Linked DNA regions of Gasterosteus aculeatus: region 2 is linked to region 1. Evidence: chromatin contacts called from public Hi-C data. All regions are on one chromosome and are shown on one strand. The core of a region is the stretch at or near the end of the contact, and the rest is flanking DNA. Distances in the headings are between cores, read along the strand shown.

Region 1 (3,200 bases), core at 214-2,713:
ACAGAATGGGAATTGTGTATTTAATGCCTTGCAACATTCCAATAAAGGCTCCAATTTGTTTCTAACTGCTGTGGTCCTTCTTGCTTTTTACTGTTGATGTTGAATCATTCGGTGGGGAATGAGTAGAATATGTGGCGCTGTCTGAAGAGCCTTAACGGGGGATGTTTGATGGAATTAAAAAAGGAGGTTGTGAGTTTGGGCCGTTTCGTTTCTTCTTTCCACCTCGGAACCGTTCAATCTGAATCCCTCAGCGAACACGCACGCCATCTTCCACCAGTGGAAACCCGTCCCCTCCAGTTTAGACAATGTAATTGGATTAATTAGGATGCAGTTCCTTTTGTGACTGGTAGGGGGCACTGTCACCACGTGGGAACACTAGTCACAGGAAGCCGGCTACCCTGTATGCAGCTAGGGTCCATGAGGACAGCCATTGATCTCGTCCCATGTCCCACTCAGATGTGAGCTGGTTTATTCTGACACTTGGGCCCAATTTTCAATCACAGAAATGAAGAAAAGTGAAAAACGAGACTAAAGAATCCAACCAGTGCTTCCACTCCAACCAGTGCTTTCAGACGTGTTGCCCTGTTGATGTTCAGTTTTTTTTTTTTTTTTTAAATCCTAAAAAGAAAATTGTCTTAACCAAAAATGTTGCGACCCCCCTGCAGTACCTCTGCGTACCCCCTGTTGACGACCTCTGGACTAGAACGTGTTTGTGCCGTGTAGTGATACTTTGAGTTCTGCTCCAATCTGCAGTTTGTTGCATGTTGTAGTGCCATTGAGAAAGTGTAATTCTGCAACATTAGGGCTTTAAAGACAGTAAGTATACAGTGAGATTATTGTTAACTCGTTGGAAATACATCAGCAAAGAAAAATGTCCATCTTGCATAGAAAACCTCAACTGTGTCTAAATGGTCTGTACTTGTAAAGCGCTTTTCTAGTCTTCTGACCACTCAAAGCGCTTTAACACTACATGACATCATTCACCCATTCACACACTGATGACAGGAGAACCACACACAGTGACACCTGCCATCAGTAACTAACATTCACACACTGTAGTCGCAGCTACATGAGCAATGTTGGGTTAAGTGCCTTGCCCAAGGACACAGCGACATGCGGGTTAGCAGAGCCTGGGATCGAACAGACAACCCTCTGATTGGAGGACGACCGTGCTCCCCACTCACCCGCAGTCGCTGTCTAAGAAGTCTGTGCAGGTTTCAAATAATGAAGTCTTTACCATTTTCTCTGATTCCCTACGCTGTCACCACTGCAGTGAGTTGCCATGGATACATATTTTCTTGTATTCTGGATGAATAACGTCAGTGTCCAGAGTCCTGTCTTCTGGCCTGTAAGCCTTCACGTGCCCTTTGCCTTCCGGTGATTTCGGGGTGCCCTCCTGCTGTGCAGAGGATTGAAAATGGACGGGTGCTTCCAGAGCGCGCCGCCACCGGCCCAGCTGTCTGCACGCGGGACGCGTGATGAGGAGACGCGTGATGAGGAGACGCGTGATGAGTGTCCCTCAGGAGCTGCTCTGCCACAGCGGCTCAGTGAGCAGAAAAGTCATTTCAATCCTGTTGTGTGATCGCAAGTGACCTCAAGTCCGAACATGCGTTCATCCATTCACGCACGGGGAGGCCAAGAAGGTGCCACCACGTCAGCGTTGTATTCGGACACCGTATTTCAGAAGTGGACCTCGTCATTGTTTATGTGCTGTTTGCAAGCCGCCACCATCTTCCTCTACGTCTGTGGCGTAAAGGGCATTGAGGCTGAAAGTGGGGCTCTGTCAGAGCTCTGCAGTAGTTAGCACAGCTCAGCGGTGGCTTTAATACAAATTGTACGTGCTATCTTCCTGTTTAATGATTTTATTAACGTGCCAAAATAAAATCTCAAACTTAGTTATGACTCAGTGGTTATTGTGTGTTGGCTCATTAAGCGAAAACAGAGCAGGAGGAAAACCTTCTGTAATAAAAATATGTACCTGTGCTTAAACTCCAAATGAGGCCACATAAGGGCTCTTCGGAGCATCGAGAACACTTGATGCCAACTAGTTGTTCATGAGACTCCACGTCCTTGTGCTACATGCAGCATTTTAAATGTGAAGTTGACAGGCTGGCTCAAGAAACACGCACAATGAGGAGATGAAGGCAAATCCCTGTATGACCCTTAATTAACCCGTGACCTTTTTCTATATGCTCCCTCTTTATATGAGATCATTGGTTGGCAAAGGCTCCAAACCTCTGTAAGCCCCATATGTCATGTGTCACTACAGACTGCATACGTGTGCTCCTCCGTCAGCTTTCTGTACGTGTGACACTGACGCGTTGTGAACCCTTAGTACCACATCCAGCACTTTAAGGCTGAGCCTCTGCCAGCGCATTGAGCACAAGTCTTCTGCATACAGGGATTGGGATGTGATTCGTTTGAATCTACTTGTTCCAGCTGAACCATTTATCCACTGTCCTTTAAAACCAAAAGCTCAAATAATGGACCAGGTTCCAAAATCATGTGGAAAGTCTTCTCAGATTGATGGAGCCTGTTATGACGCAGATGGACCCATGGATTTATAATAATATATTACACACATTCTCTGCTGCATCGTACCGTTATATTAACAGCAAACACTGGTCCTTTAAAGTCTCATTCTCTACATTTTCATCTTTGAGGTATGATAATAAAAGATTATTCCAAATCAAGCGTTTATTTTAAATGGTCTCTTTTAGGCTAATCTATATTTTCCTCATCACATCATACCATATATACTAATATTTCCTGAAGAGAACTCTGTGCATGCATTTCTCCCTTTGCCCGACAGGTGTCGCTCTCTCTGCATCTCTCGTCCCTCTGCCCTGCCATGACTTTGGTGCCTTTGGGTGAACGTGTGACCCCGGGTCAGAACATGTGGGTCTTTGAGCTGTAGAGGGCTCCGCTGAGAAGCCTCCTATTTGGATGAATGGTCCCCGGGGAGGAAGCAATGACCTGAGACCAAAATGATGTGCTGCCCCGTCCACAGAGAGGTTAAGTACTGATATGTCCAAGCGATCCGTTGGACGGGGCTTTTCCTTTCACTGCCCACAGCCAATGTCCACATTCATTACAGGGCTAATGGGCAAATAAAATAAAACAAATCCCAAACCTGTATGGGTTTTATCTAACCAACACTATTTTGTACATTCAGAGGAACAGGGTGAGTTGAGTCAGTT
Region 2 (3,200 bases), core at 535-3,034, 250 kb after region 1:
AGACCGCGAAAAAGACTTAGTGACACAGAATCTTTTTTGGAAAAACATCCTGTTTTATGTGGAAATACTTTTTGCAACGTTCCCAGCTTCAATTTTAATATTGGAAGTAAATTTACTTGAAAATAAGATGAATGATAGTAAAACTGTTAAGTGGAAAAGTAAAGTGAAATGTAATTACTTAATAAATAATATAAATTATTTTATATATTTTATAATGAAATTAATTCATGTGAATGTTTCCTGCCCGTTTTCTCACTATGAAGGCTACCAAGACCTGGATGGGGAGCAGGTTGGCATGGAAGATTTTTTCTGCAGAGCAGACAACAGACGTAAAAGAAACTGAATGGAGTTGGGAATGTAGAATACAGACATAGAAATGTTACATCATAAGCGGATAGGCCTCTAACACTCTTTGAAGTAGTACTGCACGTATTGGTTCAAACAGTGTACAATACGATTTCCGTACGAAATTATTGAATCCCACATGCTGTTCGCACTGGTCTTACGCCATAACAGGCGTTGCTCTTCAGCAGGCGGCAGAATAAAGTTCTACTTGCCATCGAGGGATAACCAACGGTCAGAGCTACTTCTTTTATGTGTGTTGAGAGTCAATCATGGGTCATGGTTATAACTTTATAACGACAATGAATAACCCACAACAAACACTCTTTAACAGGGTAAAACACCACGACACAACAGCTTGTGACACATAAACAATTGTAACACTAATAATTGTACATTTATAAATATTAACCCGCCGAACTGCATGCTGGGTACAGCTCACAACAAGAAGTAACTCTGTTGCTACACAAGAGACCAGAGACGCACCAACACAACTTATGCCCAAGAGAGGAGCTGTGTCTGTGTGGTTTGGGAAAATCCGAAATAGGTTCAGAAAAGTTTGGAAACAATTTATTCTAAAGTCTGTCGAGTCGTTGGTGGCTGCACTAGAAGCCACAACAAGCTAACACGCTAACTAGCTAACGTAGGGTGACCAGATTTGAGTTTGTGAAAAATAGGACACTTCGTTGCGTTACATTACCGCATTACCAGGAGATGGCCACCGAGGTTGAGAATCTGATGCTCCAGAAGTTCAGTGAGACCCTGAAAGTCAACAAAGAGAAGGAAAGCCTCTCACATAAGCTGAGCGAGACTCAACAACAGCTCATCAGCGAGGAAGAGAAATTCAATCTGGGAAGAAGGATCTGCAAAGAACTGAACCTCAAACAAGAGATGTTGGAGACCAGAGTAACAACACTGTACTCCGACAACCTTGCTCTAGAGGAGAAGTTGAACGAGCAGCGGGCCAACAACCACCAGCTGGAGGCAGAAAACAAACTGCTAAAGGACTGGAGGGATAGTATGGCTGAGAAACAAAAGCGCCAAGAGGAGAACATATCCCTCAAAGTCATCACACTCCAACAGATGGAGGATTTGACCAAAGAAAATCAGATTGTGATCGCCAAGGTGAAACAGTTGCAGGACCAAAACACACTCCTTGAAAACATCTGTCTGGACTTGAAGAAGAAGAAGAGAGGCATCTTTGGAAGAAGGATGCAAGACAGACAGACGGAGATGGACAAGATGAAGCGCAAAATGCAGGACCAAGAGACTAAGAGGTCCGAAAAAGAAGAGAAGAGCCATAAGGGGAAGAAGACCCCCAGGGCTGAACATCACAGACTGAACACCAGTAGAAACACCTCACTTATGCATCATATATATACACATAGTCACACACACATAAATACACATACACATAGTCACACACATAAATACACATACACATAGTCACATACATACACATAAATACACATACATAGTCACACACATACACATACATACATAGTCACACACATACACATAAATTACATTACATTACATGTCATTTAGCGGACGCTTTTATCCAAAGCGACGTACAATAAGTGCATTCAACCATAGGGTACAAACTCAAGAGAACAATAAACAAGAAAGTGCAATTTCCTCAAATAAGCCAATTTACAATTTGCTATAGATGAGTGACGTTACAAGTACAATTTAGTCTTTAGTCGAGGTAGAGTCTGAAGAGGTGTGTCTTTAGTTTGCGGCGGAAGATGTGAAGGCTCTCTGCGGTCCTGGTGTCTTCAGAGAGCTCGTTCCACCATTTCGGCGCAAGGACAGCGAAGAGTCGAGATCTAGTCGAGTGTTTTGCTCTCAGTGAGGGAGGGACGAGTAGTTTTGCAGATGCAGAGCGGAGAGTGCGGTTTGGGATGTAGGGTTTGACCATGTCCTGGATGTAAGCTGGACCCGATCCATTCACAGCATGGTACGTGAGCACCAATGTTTTGAACTGGATGCGGGCGGCCACCGGTAGCCAGTGAAGAGAGCAGAGGAGTGGAGTAGTGTGGGAGAATTTCGGAAGGTTGAAGACCAGTCGAGCTGCTGCATTCTGAATGAGCTGCAGAGGTCGAATGGCGGTGGCAGGGAGACCTGCCAGGAGGGAGTTGCAGTAGTCCAGGCGGGAGATGACAAGAGACTGAATCAGTACCTGCGCTGCCTTCTGAGTGAGAAGGGGACGTATTCTCCTGATGTTGTAGAGCGTGTATCTACAGGATCGCGTTGTCGCGGTGATGTTGGGAGTCAGGGAGAGTTGGCTGTCGAGTGTGACGCCAAGGTTCTTAGCGGTCAAAGTGGGCGTTAGTACGGAGTTCCGAAAGTTGACTGTCAGGTCCTGGGTAAGCAAATCTTTTCCGGGAAAGAGAAGTCGTTCAGTCTTGTCGGGGTTGATTTTCAGATGGTGGGCGGACATCCACTGAGAGATGTCAGTTAGACAGGCAGAGATCCGAGCCGCCATCTGGGTGTCCGAGTGAGGGAAGGAGAGAACCCCAGTAGTAAGAGGACAAGGTTCCGACACAGATCCTCGCCAGGTTACCCGGTAGGTGCGGCCGTCGAGGTAGGACGAGAGAAGGGAGAGAGCAGAGCCTGTGACACCAAGTTCCTGAAGGGAGGAAATAAGGATCTGGTGGTTGACCGTGTCAAATGCAGCAGAGAGGTCAAGAAGGATGAGGACAGAGGAGAGAGAGGCGGCTCTAGCAGTGTGGAGTTGCTCAGAGACAGGCAAGGAGAGCAGTCTCTGTGGAGTGGCCTGCCTTGAAACCTGACTGGTGGGGGTCAAGGAGGTTGTTACAGTGGAGATAAGAGGAGAGTTGATTAAAGATAGCACG

The links. Hi-C and Micro-C count contacts between places; a contact is called where the count stands out from the background.
Region 2: a contact with region 1 is called in a Hi-C map of blood and trunk muscle, with 18 times the contacts expected there. The contact joins two enhancer-like sites. A contact is called at or near these places in 4 of 6 Hi-C or Micro-C datasets (blood and trunk muscle, skeletal muscle and tail fin).

What each region holds. Positions count from the first base shown.
Region 1 is chr16:2,127,753-2,130,952 of fGasAcu3.hap1.1, forward strand. LOC120833979 (actin-related protein 3) reads left to right here. Exons shown (of 12, transcript XM_040201669.2): 12 at 1-65. Among protein-coding and RNA genes, the nearest start is that of LOC120833979, 13 kb to the left of the region's middle. Within about 2 kb of position 1,464, at least 1 of the 9 cell types and tissues checked has open chromatin away from gene starts, as enhancers often do.
Region 2 is chr16:2,372,562-2,375,761 of fGasAcu3.hap1.1, forward strand. The region is part of intron 1 of LOC120833893 (inactive dipeptidyl peptidase 10); the gene reads right to left. Among protein-coding and RNA genes, the nearest start is that of LOC120833893, 51 kb to the right of the region's middle. Within about 2 kb of position 1,785, at least 1 of the 9 cell types and tissues checked has open chromatin away from gene starts, as enhancers often do.